Regions from separate parts of the Rattus norvegicus genome. Here region 2 is linked to region 1. A link is a contact called in public Hi-C data. All regions are on one chromosome and are shown on one strand. Each heading gives the region's core, a stretch centred on a gene start, on an enhancer-like site or on the middle of the called end of the contact. The rest is flanking DNA. Distances are from core to core; before and after follow the strand shown. Region 1 has its middle 410 kb from the start of Atp6ap1l. Region 2 has its middle 75 kb from the start of Atp6ap1l.

Region 1 (7,934 bases), core at 3,890-6,389:
GTTTCTTAAGCTTAGTCTATTAGGGCTGCTCGTGGGTGTGCTCCAACATTAGCTGAGGTTCATGGTTCTTTTCAGGGAGCTGTCTGATCCTCCATGCCAGCACAGGGCAATATGATGATTCTCTGAGGATCTTCCTGTATGGTTATTTGGGAAAGATCCATCTTCTGGGGGGTTAATCTTTCTTTCCTGAGACTATACAGGCATACTGATGAGTTTTTCTGTGTTGTGGAGGTTTGAATGAGGGTGGCTTTCAGAGGCTCATATGTTTTGGTCTCCAGTTGGTTAAACTCTTCGGGAAGGATTAAGATGTGTGGACTTGGAGGAAGTGTGCCACTAGGATGGTGTTTGAGGCTTTAAAAGCTCATACCACACCCAGTTAGTTAGCTCTCTCTCTCTCTCTCTCTCTCTCTCTCTCTCTCTCTCTCTCTCTCTCTCTGCCTCATGATTGATTATTGTCTCAACATGTAAGCTTTCAGCCACTGCTTCAGTGTAAGGCCTGCCTGCCTGCTGCTATGCTCCCCACCATGATAGTTATGACCTCAGCCTCTGAGACTGTGATCTTCAATAAACTTTATCTTCTACAAGTTGCTTTGGTCATGGTGTCTTATCACAGCAATAAGAAAAGTAACTCCTGCTCACAGAATACATAGGATGAAACCTTGGTGCTGATCCATTGCCAAGCATATATGAGTTATGTGTTGACCTTTCTCCACCAGTGTTCTGATTATGATGCTCAGGCAGGAGTGGTAGCCAATGTCTTTTAAACTATATGCACCCCATTGCTAAAACTCAGGGTGGCCCTTAAACCCATCTAGTGGTTTGTTGACCCATATAAGAAGTCGAAGGTTGCCACTTTTGTAATAGCTGTGGACTCTAGGCTATAATGTACCATAATGCCTGCAGCCCTTCTACCTGATATGTCTCCTGCTTCAGTTTTCTGGAAAAATGTAGAATTCTCTCAAATCTGTCTTTTGCCAGGGTAGAAGAAAGATTATAGATCTTTTTGCTTGTTTGGAACAACTTTTTCTCTGTCCATGCATGTCACCAGCTCTTCTTGCTATGTTGGTGTGAAAGTGGTTGAAATGAATCATATTCCAGAAACGTAATGGTCATGGACTAAGGAATTCAAGAGAAGATACCATGGAAAGTGAACTGTTCTATGCAATATCATGAAATTCCAAACAGAAGACTGAAAATAACCATCAGCCCTTGGCCTTCCAGTTTCTGCCTTCTCAACACTGCCCACCTGCATGCATCACCACAACCTATTAGACCAGAATTCACATTTCTCCACAGTCCTCTCACAGGACTTGCATGGTTTTAACAAAGGGGCACTACTATTTAAAAGTCATTGGAATCCATCATTTTCAGGAAACACCATGGGTAATTCAGTATTTTAAACAATCATGTGACAAGTTGTGTTAGGAGTCAAGGGGCAAGAAAAGCTAAGCTGCTTTAAAACAGAGCCTCAGAGAGCTGCGGCACTGTGTTAGCAGAACTATTGTCCTTTCTCTTGATAGGAAATGAATTTATTAGAAACAGTGTTTGGGACAGCAAAAAGAGGTGGTCCTGAAACTATAAAACAAATAACACCACCATCCTTCCCCACTCATTTGCACAAAAGTGGGTAATAAGCAAATGTATTTTCCTTGCATATGTGCTGTGCTTTCTTCCCCTTAAATATGTCTACCAAGTTCATCTGTCTGTTTGGGAGTTATTCTGTTCCTGTAAACCTTCACTTCCTCCCTTCATTGCTTTCTAGTAGAATACGGATCTCTCTCCTCATTTCATACTTTGAGGCATAGCTGCCAGCTACCTTTGTGACTCCATCTCTTAGGCGGGGCATTGCCGCACATCTGCAGCCCTGAACTTCTGGCTGTTCTTCAGCCTTTCTGCCTTTTCTCGTTCCACATTTGGTTTTAATATCCCTGCCCCACTTCTGTCTCTTCTATTTTTCTCCATTAAAATCATACCCGAGCTTGAAGGACTCAACGGTCTCCATTCCCGCCCCCCGCCCCCGCTGTAAGTCAGACATCTCCTTTTCATCTCTACGCACAGGGAGCTGCACTTCGTTTGTAGTTTATTTTCTCCTTTCCTTTCTTTTCCTCCTTTCTTTTCTTCTTTTTACAAGTTAAGTAACGTGAAGACTTAGGGGCTTGGGCAGAGCTCGAATTCAAAGGAGTCACGCAATCGTTCATCCCAGCAGAAATGGTTTTCCGGTTGCCAGTTCTGACATCTACCTGATCAGTTTTGTTTTAAAGGAGTCACATACATGGAATTGATGACAAAATTATATTCATAATAGAAGCTGATAATGGGAATAGGCTCGTGGGTTCCATGCTCAAAGTCCTTGTGCTCCGTTGAGTAAAATAGAAGAAAAGGTCCAGTCTTGACCTGGAAGTCTAGCATTAAGTGTCCGGCATCCATGGACACTTTAAGAACAGAGTTCGAGAAAGCAGAGTTCTTTTCATTGCCCCCGCTGTCTTGAAAGAGCAGACCCTGCCAAAACGACAGCAGCCATGCAGAGCCTCGCATCTGCAATCTCTAACAAGTTTCAGATTTCCAAAAATGACTTGAAAAACTACATGTCAGCAAACTAGAGGGGCAAAAGTGAACTGCTGATAAGGAATCGGTGAATCTCGAGCACTCTTGAAATCTGTGACAAAAATACACAAGGCACCAATCACCAGGTCTGCAATGTGTCATTTTCCTCTTCTTGACAGTGATTGCATTGGTGATGTCTTTCAGAGACTTGAGCAAAGAACACAAGCTGGAAAATCAATACAGCAAACGTGCCAAGGGTGTGGATTAGAATGGGAACCAGAGTGAGCGAGAACGTGGTGTTTGGGTAACATTGTCCCTGCATTGGCAAACTTTAATCTGCTACATTTTGTATCTAAAATATACAGAAACACACAGATGTAGCGAGAACGGCACAGATACAAATAGGACAGGCAGTGTGGGGATGAAAATCAGACACCTCTGACTAAACTTGGTCTATGCCATGCTTATCACAAATGACACAGTGAAGGCTCCAGAATGCAGGACAACTGCCATCGGGTATCTTATCTCCTAAAAGTCTGTCAGTGGCTTTGTGTTGTCTCTCCTTCTCAATTCTTTTCCGTTCATCTGATTGTGACTGTTAAATCCTCAAGGCTGTATATTTTCTTTGGTTGCATTACTGCCATAGAGGAAGAAATGGACAATTATATTCATATGCCTATTGTGACGGAACTCAGTCTTGTATATTAAGGAAATGATGCCCAAGGTGAATGGCAGTGTTCTCCAGAGGCTGTATGTTACTTCAGTCCATACATGCAGCCTTAGTAGACTAATGCTTTGACAATAGAAAGAGGATATATTTTGTAGACTCAATATATACACATACAGTGTCTTTAATTTACATCTATAGGTGATTTTAAAGATTATTGTTTCATTTGCTTTTATTATAAAGGTTAGCATCTAGACTTCCTTTAAATTATGAGAAATGGAAGACTTTAAATTAGAAATGGAAGACTCGGGGTTGGGGATTTGGCTCAGTGGTAGAGCGCTTGCCTAGCAACCGCAAGGCCCTGGGTTCGGTCCCCAGCTCCGAAAAAAAAAAAAAAGAAAAAAAAAGAAATGGAAGACTCTCATTCTTAGACAAATGGCTCCAGAACATGCACTAGTGGGTTACGAAACACAGTCAGGCACTGGTTAAATTGCCATCAACCAGGAATTCTGAGCATCCCGACTGAACATATGCATGGAATCCTGAAAAAAGCTTTAGAAATTTAGTACTACAGTTCTATGTTTAAATAACTTCAGAGTTGATCTACAATGAAGGCACTTCTAGGTTTAAGCAAAATAGCAATTAGTTTCTCAATTTTTAAAGGAGGCCTATTTTGTGTAGCTGAATATAATTTTTTTTAAAAATACTCTTCTCCAAGGCAGTTTAATTTTGAGCAGAATTTGAGTGAAGAAGTAAAAGCAAATCTCAAAGATGCTTCTTCAGTGGTAACATGGATCCTGGAGTACATACAGCCTCAGAGCCATTTGGCAGTACCTCACATTCAGAAGGGCCAGCCAAGGAGGCACATAGACAGGCTGTTTCAGAGAGATCAGCCTAAACAAGTATCAGTTCTCAGACCTAATTTCCCATGTCAGAAGCCCTCTGTAAATCCCCGAGTTCCTGTAGTAAGAAGTCTGTCCCTTATTAGTTTCTTTGCATGTTATCATGAAATGTGAGGGAATGGCAAAAACCACGGTCAAGGATACCCATGGTGACACTGGCTTAAGCAGGCATAGGGCGCGGCTGGAGTATGTTTCTGCTCAAAACTGGGTTAGAAATGTGACCTAATGCTTGAAGTCTGTCACTCCCAAGGAGGAGGAAGCTGTGCAGAGTGCTGGTGATGATGGCAGGTTGCCACTCCAACTGAATTGCACAATCAGCTTCTAGGACATGCATTCTCTCTCTCTCTCTCTCTCTCTCTCTCTCTCTCTCTCTCTCTCTCTCTCCCCCTCTCTCTCTCTTTTCTCTCTCCTCTCAGAAGTCAGTAAGCCACACTAGAGGGCAGGCTAACCTAGACCTTTATTTTCCCCTGAGAACAAGAATGTACTCTCTGTGTTTGATATAATGTATTATAGAAATAGAAGCCTACAGTTCAAAAAGACTGTGGCACTCTACTTTTGGCGACAGAGTTTGTGCTTTTTGCTCTATGTCTATTTTATTCTGTCCTTGGAACATGTAAAGACAGCATCATTTTAAGTAAAGCTTAAAGAAAACTAGATCAACGAAAGGCAATGAAAATAGTGAATAACATGTGTTATTAATATGAATTAATTAATGTTATATTATGAGAAATTAATATTATCAGAACAAAGTAATATTATTAGAAAACTGGCATTTCTTGACCAGTAACATCTTCTGCATATGAACAGGGGATACAGAAGACATTGTCACTCTGGTGCAAGTCAGATGCACAATGCTGGTTTGTATCTAATATCCTGCTTCTATTTCTTTTGTCTTCTGTGTGGCACTTTAGGAATCGAGACTGTAAACTGTGTAAAGTGGGCTGTCTCAGGAACAAGGTTAGCATTCTTTCTGCTAGGCTCACCCCATGCTGCCTCAGACTCCTCAGGCCTCACAAGGATTTTAGGATGTAGTGGAGAGTTACATGAAAATTCCACACTGAACACTGGGTGTATGTATTGTTAGAATGTCGCTTGCTAGCCACAACTGGCTGTTTATTATTATTGAAAATACCCACGTGGAAGATTAGCCTATTCTGCATATACTATGTGCTGGTCCAGCTTCTCAACACACATGGTGACAACAGGATATGCACAGCAGTCGATTTCTCAAAGAGGATTGTGACACGCAATTCTTCAGTCTGAGAAGTGTCCAGATCTGTAGCCACAGCCAAATATAGTAGCACAGTTCAGTAATCCCAGCATCTGGGAAGACAAGGCAGGAGGATTATCAAAACTTTGAAAATGGCATGGGCTACACGGGAAGCCATTTTCTTACACATAAAGAGACAGAAACAAAATCAAAACAAGAAACAAACCTGTAGTCTGCCGGCTGGAGACAGTGGCGCGGTTTCGTATCTGAGTGTAAAGACCTAAAAGCCATGAGAGCTGAGGATGTAATGTTATGTCTGAGTCAGAGGCTGAGAGAAGCAGCTGACGCTGCAGCATATAGCAGGATGGGTGCTCTGGAGTTCTTGCTCGCCCAGTCAGGCCTTCAGCAGACCAGATGAATCTTCTCTGACTCTTGCTTTATTGCTTTTCTGGGTCTACAGATCCAAATGTTAATTTCATCCAGAACCAATCTCCCAGACACAACTAGAATAATGTTTTCCCCAAATCTGGGCACCTCAAGGCCCAGTGCCACAGAAGTCTAATTATCACAGCTACTCTCTTGCTTTGTGTTTACTTTTATGCTTTAGAGAATGCAAAAAAAAAAAAAGAAAAACAAAAATCCTGCTCTGCAAGCATCATTTCAATTGGTCCCCACTTGTAACCTGTGACCTAGGATGTGTATGTTCAGATCATCACAATAGCTTACTGTGGTCAGAAGAAAAATTTTGAACCAAGAGCAATCTTCATGCGCCTTACAAAAATGAAGCATAGATAGGTTTCGTAATTTGAACAATATGAAATTTATGTTACTTTTTTCTAACTCTTAGTCATAGGCTTAAAAGAAAATCCATTGCACATTTTTTTCAAAGTCTAAACAATGATAGCCACAGCAACAAGTCCCCAGAGAAGAGTAGACTGGCCAACACAGTAAATTCTCTTTGACTAATCCACTCATGTTAGAGCGGTGCACAGTGTGTCTCTGGTGGGCTTGGTGCATGAGGGTGAATGTAACACGAGCTCAGTGATGGTAGAGGCAAGCACGAACAAGACATGAGTAAGCATGTCGTCACAATTAATACCAACGGAGCCACAAGAACACCCCATGCTGAGAGTGTCCCCTCCTCATGACTCACTTGTCAGAGATTTCCTGTGTTTGCTACTTTTCTCACATAGCATTTCCACTCCCCAGAGAAGACACTCTAGCCCTTTGGGTTGATCGGATACATTTGTTCCGAGAGCAGGACATCTGGGCCCTTTAAATATTGAGTGTCCTAGTGATGATGGAAGTGGTTAAAAATGAACCAAGAGAGCAGGAAAGGGGAAGGCTGTACCAGACAGAGATGGTTTTGTTCTTTTGTTCTTATGTTTATAAGCCAAAAACATTAAATATCTAAAATTTTAACTTTCTTTTATCCTTCAAGAATTCAGTGGGGTAAGACAAGGCCTAAAGTTGGCATATGCTAAAAATATCATGTACAAGCAAAATTATCCTATAAAATATTTTAAAAATTCCTTTTATTTTGTATACATAAGTGTATATGACTGTATGTATGTCTGTGTACCATATGCCTATCTGGTTCCCATGGAATTCAGAAGAGGGCATAATGTCACCTAGAACTGAAGTTGTGGGTGGTTTTGAGCTGTTGTGTGGGTGCTGGGAACCAAACCCAAGTCCTCTGTAGAGCAGCTGGGTCCTCTGGTAGAAGCCAGTTCTTTTAACTTCTCTCTACTTACTCTTTAAGTTCTTAAACCACTTGAATTGTTGTTTAAATCCTTCCTAGCAATTTACTTGTGCATATATGATAAAAATATCCATATGAAATTTAGAAACAAGACATTTTGAAAGCCAAGGTGGGTCTTGGTACTGTCTGATGTGAGGATGTGCTAACCATGGTTACCTGAGTATTTCCTTGTCATCTTCACTCACCCCGCAGCTTGTGTTTGTTAAGTAAAATAACCTCTGGAATTGCAAGGCAAGTTTCTTCCACTAGTTTTTGCTTTTACATAACTTCAGACAATAAAAAAGCTGCAATGATAGCATAAAATTCCCCAATGGTAGACTTTAATATTTTCCTTATTCTTCCTTGATTTCTCATTCCTGCGGTTTTGAGTATATTTATAAACAATGTGTGTCCTTGTTTGTGTGTGTATCATATTATGTCTGAGAGTGATCCAATCACTGATTCCCTAAATGATGACCTGATTCAAAAAAAAATCCTAGCAACGGTGAAGAATAAAAGATCTTTCGGTACTTGGCTGGTAAGGATGCTATTTGGGTTTACTTATGAAAATCTTCACGAAACCGAAATAAAATCTGTCTTTTTCTAATTTACATTACTAATGTGCTATTACACTCTCTTGGCTTTTTTTTAAACATACAGATGTGAATGGCATGTATGATCTCATGAATAATTCAAAGACCCACTGTGAGTCTTGCCCCTGGATTTTATTGTTCCCCAGCCAAGGAAGATGACTTTTCAGTTTTGCTGGAGCTAAAGATCCTCACAGGCAATATTATTGTTATTAATGTTGCTGCAGGTGATTATTGCAGTTACAAATGATTTTTTTTTTACCAACAATTGCTCGGATCC
Region 2 (7,934 bases), core at 3,716-6,215, 330 kb before region 1:
AATATATTACTATTTTAATTAATACAGTGATTGCTGGCCAGATGTGGTGGTGTATGCTTTTAACCCCAGCACTCTGGAGGAAGAGGCAGCCTGGTCTACAAGGCCAGCTCCAGGACAACCAAGGCTCTTACACACAGAAATCTTGTCTCAGAAAAACTAAAAAACCAAACCAAATACCACTCCCTTAACCAATTGATCAACTAACCAACCAACCAACCAACTAACCAACCAACCAATCAACCAACCAACCAGCCAGCCAACCAACCAACCAACCAACCAACCAACCAACCAACCAACCAACCAGCCAATCAACCAACCAACCAACCAGCCAACCAACCAACCAGCCAACCAACCATTCAACCAACCAACCAGCCAACCAACCAACCACCCAATTAACCAACCAACCAACCAACCAACCAACCAACCAACCAACCAACCAACCAACCATTCAACCAACCAACCATTCAACCAACCAACCATTCAACCAACCAACCAACCAACCAACCAACCAACCAACCAGCCAGCCAGCCAGCCAACCAACCAACCAGCCAACCAGTCAACCAAACCAAAAACCATAACCCAAATCAAATAAACAAGAACACAGCAATTGCATGTGTTTCTGAGGGACAGTGTGACATTTCAATATGTGTACATCATATATGAAATCAACTTGGGGTTTTTCTACCTTCTACTGAAATAATGATTTGCCCGATGCCAAGCGGGATTACAATTTTTCCTTTTAGAAAAATGTCCTTCTAGTATCTGTTGGCGAGCATGTATTTAATTATTCCATTGAGCTCTGGTCTGCACAGGGCGGCACAGAGGGTCCATATGCAGAGGAGGAGCGAGAGGTGTGGGTTGGAGCTGCAGATCAGTGGCGCCTTGCCTACCTAGCATGTACAAGACCTACGTGATATATGTTCAGTAGTTGTGTGAGCGCACTGTGAGAGGAAATAAAAATCATAACCCAACCATACAATAAGGATCCAGGTTGGAGATGACTGCTCCATCACCCGCAGTGCAGAGCTAAGGGGTGAGTTTTATCTGTCGAGAAGGTCATTGCTGGACTTCATGGAGAGTTTGATATAATTTTTCTTTGTTGATTCTGTATGTTTTAATATGTATTGAAAACATGGCTCTTTATGCTTCCAGATTTTCATGATGGACACACAATCCCCAGCACCACCTATGCTGCCCCAAACCAAACCAAACCAAACCAAACCAAACCAAACCAAACCAAACCAAACCAAACCAAACCAAACCAAGCCAAACCAAGCCAAGCCAAACCAAGCCAAGCCAAGCCAAGCCAACCAATCAAACAACAAAAGCAAAACAATACAAAAACCCCGAAAAAAGAAAAACTATCCCCAAAGTAGCAAAAACCAAAACTGAACTATATATACATATATATATATATACACACACACCCTGGAAACAATCAATCTTAATTCCTCTGTCCCGGGCAGTTACTATGGAAAACAACGAAGACAGTAGTAGCAATGTCCTTGCCCTGGTTTGGAATTGATATACAAAAACTTGATGATCGATAAACTAAAGATAGAGTGAATGCCGCTGTGGAACCAGATGCAGGACGTCATGGAAGGCACTGGAGAAATGTATCTTGTTTAAGGACTGTAGACAAAGCCTCCAAGTAGGCTTGGTAAAACAGTGGGGACAGATAAACCCGTTTGCGACAAGACAGAGACAATAAAGGAGAGGACACAAAATATCGGAGATGGGAAAGACTTAACTCTTCCCTTATTTAAAATTAGATCTGTTCCTTAATCCCCGGCTTCTCACGCATTGCCCCAGCAAACATCCCTTCACGTCCCTGTAGACAGAATATGTTCCCCATTGCACCACTAGAGGTCAGGAGAGAACCACTGATCAGTGTCCGAAGCTGGCTAGATAACCCGTTTCAACTTTGCAGGAAATGCTTATTTTTTCCAAACATGAATAGTCCTACAGTCACAGAAGAGCCAAGGCCTAAGCCTTAAGTTTCAAAGGTTAAAGCATGGATATGGCTATCGCAGTACGCTGTTACCTACGCACCGTGAAGCTGGCTTCATCATTTTTATAAAGATGTCCGTGGTTGAATTGAGAGTAGAAAGTTCGCTGTTGGGCTAAAGAAATGGCTCAGCAGCTTGCTACAAAAGTGAGAGGCCCTGGGTCCCGGTTCCTGGAACCCGTGTAGACTTGGATACAGACGCTCCCATCTGTAACCCAGTACTCCTATGCAACATGGGGTGTGGATTCAGAAGAATACTTGGAGATTACCTGGCGACTTGGAGTGAGTGGTGTTGGCGGATACAGCTCCCTTAGCATCCATAGTGCTGAGCATCAAACAGACGTCATCGCAAACGAGGCAGAAGGGAAGGCTGAAAGCCAGGATTGTCCGGAGACACACATTATTTACACTTGAGCGCATGCTTGCATGATCCTGGAGGTGGAGGGGTGGGTGGGGAGGAAGGATCTCAACGTTTTGTACAGTAATGACATTGCAACATTCTTTTAGTGTGTGTGTGTGTGTGTGTGTGTGTGTGTGTGTGTGTGTGACATGTACACGTGTGTGTGAGAACTGATGTTAATACACCCTATTAACCTAGGACTTCAAATCTGTTGGACAAGCAATTGAACTACATTCCCAGCGCCTTTCTAAACATTTGATTTTGAGCCAGGGTTTTAGTATGTTGAACAGGCTGGCTCTGTAGTCCAGGTAGGCCTTGCATTTGCAGTCCCTCTGCCTCAGCCTCCGGAGTAGCACCACAAAGCACCACTTGGCATAAGTATTCATTTCATCCTAGTATAAATTACTTCCTGGGGTTAGTGGGAGACGAGGAGGAGACAGCACAGGGGACATGAAGCCAAGCGCATCTGCCTTGCAGCAGTTTGGAGATCTCACCTCTATGTTTCTCATCTTGTGCTTACCAAGTGCTATGGGCATTGGAACCAGCTTTGAGGTCAAGAAAAGAAATCCAAGAAACAAAACAAAACAAAACAAAACAAAACAAAACAAAACAAAACAAAACAAAACCCCACCTGTCCTCAGTGCCCTTAAACCCTCCCTTTCCAGACAATGACTTTGCTGGACTGGCACTGGCACCTCTGGAGTACTTAATGTGAATGTATTTTGGGCATGGCTGGCATTTTTGATAGTGTTAACATTGTTAAGTGTGCATTTCAATAATCTATTGTTTTGACTACTCTTAGTTTCTTGTGGCCAATCACTGAAGTCAAGGAAACAATGGAATCCTGTCTTAATCTCCAAGTGATTAGCTGTGAGAAACTTTTGCTTTGATTACATTTCCGTTTCATCGAACGAATTCTGAGTTATTTCCTGACGTACGTTTATTTCCCTTGCCCTTATCCATGCTTCCAACATTCATTTTAATTCTACCACTATGTACTTTCCACAAAGGCTCCACAAATACAAAGATGCACAGGAAACAGAACCTGGATCTCATGTTAAAGTGGTTTAAAATGTCAGATGAGTAAGTAAGTGAGAATTGAAAACCTTTTTCTCAGTCTGTCTGAATGCAGCTGCCGATTATGGTTTTGTCAGGGAAATACTCCCTGACAGCTCACCTGCTTTCTTTCATACTTAAAAAACAAACAAACAAACAAACAAACAAACAAAACTCAGCTAATGATTTGAAAACCATGGGCATTGGGGTGCTAGGGCAGGACACATGAAAAGCAATATGGCCACGGCCTCTGTGTTTTAACCAATTCTGCATCAGAGGACACACCTTTCTCAAGGGGGGCCAGTGACTACCAGAAGCTGCTATGTTTTCGCAGAAGACATGTCGGAAGTAATGGGATCAGTGATGCTTGCTAGCTGTGTCCACACTAGATATCAGTGGCCTCTCAGGGAGTGTGGCTATCTCTCAGCACCCCATCCTGAAGACCGATAAGATAATTAGATGAGCTACTAAGATGTGCGGTGGGCATCTGTCGAAGCAGCAGCAGTGATCTTGGTCTTTCTCTTTACAGATGGTTGTGAGCCACCATGTGGTTGCTGGGAATTGAACTCATGACCTCTGGAAGAGCAGTCGGGTGCTCTTAACCGCTGAGCCATCTCTCCGATCTTGGTCTTTCAAGTGAACTGTGAATAGGCTCTTATCATCTTCCAGGCAACCTTATGGTTCTTATGTTGATGAGTGTGCAGAAGGGCCATGGATAGCTTCAGACCCAAATAGCATTTTTAGTCAGTGCTCTTGTTTTAAGTAAATTTCAAGTTTTTACTGTGTTTTGTTCAAAAGCACATCTGTATTTATAATGACTAATCCATTTGGCTTCTTTCTGTTTGGTGGGCATGCTCGTCTCCTGATGCCAGATCCTCTGTTTTCCTTGGAGAACTGTGCTTGTTTTTTCTTAAGTGGATTTGTAACTATTTTCTTTGCTCTGATATTCTTCCTGGTGGTGGTGGTGGGGCGGGGGGAGGTTTGAACTCCTAAACCACAAGTGAAGCAATAGGAAGTGATGTTCCCGAGACGGAGACATGAGCAGAGCAGGTGTGTTCTGAGGATAGTTATGTGTTTACGTAGGGGGAGAGTAAACTATTAGAAAACTGCTGGGAACGTAGGAAGACTTGTCACCAACTGAGACTTAAAAATGAGCCAAAAGGAGTGTTGGATCCAAAGTCTAACAACTTCCTTTTAAAAAAGAATTTTATAACTTTTGAGATTATAATAAAATCTTGTCATTTTCTACCTTTTCTTTCCTCATTTCAACCCCTCTTATGTGGTTTCCCCCCTTTCAAATGATGGTCTCATTTCCTTTAACTGTTGTTATGTGTGTAAAATGTATTTCTACATGCAAAAGTACAACCTACTCCGTGTGTGTGTGTGTGTGTGTGTGTGTGTGTGTGTGTGTGTGTGTGTGTTCAGGACAGACCATTTGGTATTAGGTAGTGGTTATGTTCTGCCCCAGGGAAGACTTTTTCTCCTCTTTTCAGTCTTCCTCATTGTCCAAAGATCTTTGTCTAGGATTGAAGTCTCTTGACCTCTAATCTTCTCCTATTAGCATATCTATTGGTGTTGTCCTTTCTCAGGGTCTGTTTAGGTAGCAATGTTGTGAGACATCCTGGGTGTAGCTTCTCTGACATTTAGAGAAGACAAAATCTCACAGCAAACTCTCTGACTTGTTAACATTTTTCCTTTCTTTCCTCTACAGTGATCCCCGAGCTTTAGGGACAGGAATTGTGTTGTTCATGTATCCACTGTGACTGACAATTCTGCACCTTGGTCAGCTATGGTTTTCTGTAATAATCCCCATCTATCCATCTACTGCAAAGAGAGATTTCTTTGATGAAGGGTGAGAACTTCATTTATCTGCTGAATGTTTAGGATGTAGTTAGGAATTATGTTGGTTTAAGAAAGTGGTGGCTGTTGGTTCTCCTACAAGATCTATGACTTTACTAACTCCGAGTCATTGGCTAGGTTTCAGAACCAGGAATGATTTTCCTCTTGCTGACTAGACTTTACATCCGATTACAGAGCTCTTGATAACCACCAAGGTATGTGCGATCCTACTCCACCCTTGGCTGCATGCTGCTGTGGTTTGTAGGTCATAAACCGTTGCTTCCTTCCTTTGGAAGCTGCCACGGTACATCTGGAACCATGAACACTAGTTGTCAAGGGAGGAGGCTTTCAGGTCAGATCCAGCTCAGATCCTCTGGAACCTGGTATTTTCAGCAGTAGGGACTTACTTCACACCTCTGAGGGTCAGGAGGACAACCAAGGATGGCAGCAATAGCCTACATAATGTTTGAGAGCCTCTTTGACGGCCTTGACCAACTGAGAAGAGGGTTTCTTATCCTGGTGTTGGATATTTTCCTACAATGTTCAGTCCTCAGCTGAGTTAGTTAGCAGTCACCAAATCCACGGAGTATAGCAGGCACTGTAAGACCAGGTTGTGGAGAAGCAGGACCCCCCGAGACTGACAGCTGCCAAGTTAACTAGTTCTGGCTCTCATGAGAGCCCTCATGTCAGGTCGTTATATCATTGTCCCATCTCACTTTTATTACCAGCATGATTTAGAATCTGTCTCTGTGGCTTTTCTTTGTTTGCTGCATTCCAGGGGACCCTGGTACTTGGAAATCGCCATACAGATCGAACAATAAATATAGTATCCTCTTGAAATATCTTTACCCTGTTTTAGGTTGCCCATGCGAAGGGGCTCTGGATATATGGGTGTTAAGAATCTAGCATCTTCAAAGGTACACATTTCTATTTGGGTAGAATCCACTTACTGTGTGTGAAGAAAATTGCTATGCCTGGAAGAGAGTGGTTTACATCGTTTGGAAGCTCAGTTAAGAGCTGAGATGCTGTTTCAAGCTAGACTTCTTAGTCTTGTAAGGAGTGACTCAAGAGACACATTGGTCTTGTGGGAGATCTTGGGAATCTCTTCAGTTTGAAATTACTCTTTCTGGCATCTCCTACACTTCCAAAATACCCTGAGCCGCGGATGATGTTGTGACTTCAGACCAGCACTCAGAGAATCTTCTTCTCAGGGTCTTTACTTAGTTCATGACTGGCCTGACCATAGACAGCTGCTGCGTTGTGCCTTTTACTGAAGAAAGGCCTCAAGACTTACATTCAAAGCTACCTCCAAAACAATGCACGCATGTTCTTTTCAAAATTACGCCTGGGTCAAAAGCATTCATTTGCTAAATGTAAACATAAAGATTACCATAACTTGTGAAGCAGCATTCTGGAATATATTCAATTTTTAATATATTAGAGGTTTTCAAATACGTAATTGGTTCAGAGCTTGCTTAGCCTCTGAGAGGCCCTGAATTTACCACTAAATAACAGCCAGCTTTTGAGGTCCCTTAGGCTTTTGTTTGCTGCCAAATGACCCAGCTGGTTTCTGTGCTCCTAGATCCAGAGAACAGATTAGCTTTACTTTAATTCCTCATCTTCCTTACACGGATACTTCAAAGATGAGGCTCGTAGCATCGTCTTTCAGACTTTTCATGTTCATAGGACACCAGAAACTTTTTAATATTTTACCAGTTGAAGGGAAACCCTAGTTAGAGACATTTCTTTGTAAATGGAGGGAAAACAAAGGCTGAGTCCCCAAACTGCTCCAGGGATAATTCAAAGCAAGGCTGAAGGAACAAAACAGCACTGTGTGTGTGCTTGCATGTGTGTGATCTTGTGTGTGTGTGTGTGTGTGTGTGTATGTATGTGTGTGTTTGTGTGTGTGTGTGTGTGTGCACACGCGTGTGTTCTCGCATGCGTGCTCGTGCACGGTCATTCCTGGGCACATGCCATTTTAGTCTGTTTGTCTCTCTGCCTTTGTGAACTCATCTGGTCAATCCTATACAGACTTATGCAGCAGAAACTTACATATACGCAGAACTGGCTCAGGTGTTGGCCTCTACTTGTAAAAGAATCCTTGGCTTTGCCTTTTCATGGGCTGGAAGTACTACTAGTTATCTCTAAGAAATATCTGTGGCCCATTTCCATTTCAATTTGGAAGCTTGGGTCTCTAGAAGCTTCCAAGAGAAATGTCTAATTGTGCCAGCAGGGGAAGTCATGATGCAATCTCCACATACTCGGTGCTCTTTGGTTGCTATTTTCTTTAGAAAGTAATGTTTGTGCATTGCAAGACATCTGGTTTTTTAGTTTATTATACATTTCATTTAATTATTTCTAACTACAAATCTATACAAGTTCTTGGTGGAATTTTGGAAAGTATAGAAATACAGACTACCTACAGTCTAAGATATACATAACCTTGCTGTTAAAGATGACAATTCTACAAAGAATGCTCTTCACTCTTACTAATTATTCATTTCTATGCATGAAAATTATGTCACTAAGCGTAACAGCATAACATCAGACTCTTCTGCTTGGCCATCTGCCCCTGATTGCAGGGACTCTAAAATACGGTGGGGGACCTATTTAGATGCCACCTTAATCTAA

What was found. Hi-C and Micro-C count contacts between places; a contact is called where the count stands out from the background.
Region 2: a Hi-C map of the A7r5 cell line shows a contact between it and region 1, with 5 times the contacts expected there. The contact joins two enhancer-like sites. A contact is called at or near these places in 3 of 12 Hi-C or Micro-C datasets (the A7r5 cell line, the Rat2 cell line and Schwann cells).

Annotation. Positions count from the first base shown.
Region 1 is chr2:23,387,191-23,395,124 of GRCr8, reverse strand. No RefSeq gene overlaps it. Among named protein-coding and RNA genes, the nearest start is that of Atp6ap1l, 410 kb to the left of the region's middle. Within about 2 kb of position 5,139, at least 15 of the 93 cell types and tissues checked have an H3K27ac peak or open chromatin away from gene starts, as enhancers often do.
Region 2 is chr2:23,720,847-23,728,780 of GRCr8, reverse strand. No RefSeq gene overlaps it. Among named protein-coding and RNA genes, the nearest start is that of Atp6ap1l, 75 kb to the left of the region's middle. Within about 2 kb of position 4,965, at least 5 of the 93 cell types and tissues checked have an H3K27ac peak or open chromatin away from gene starts, as enhancers often do.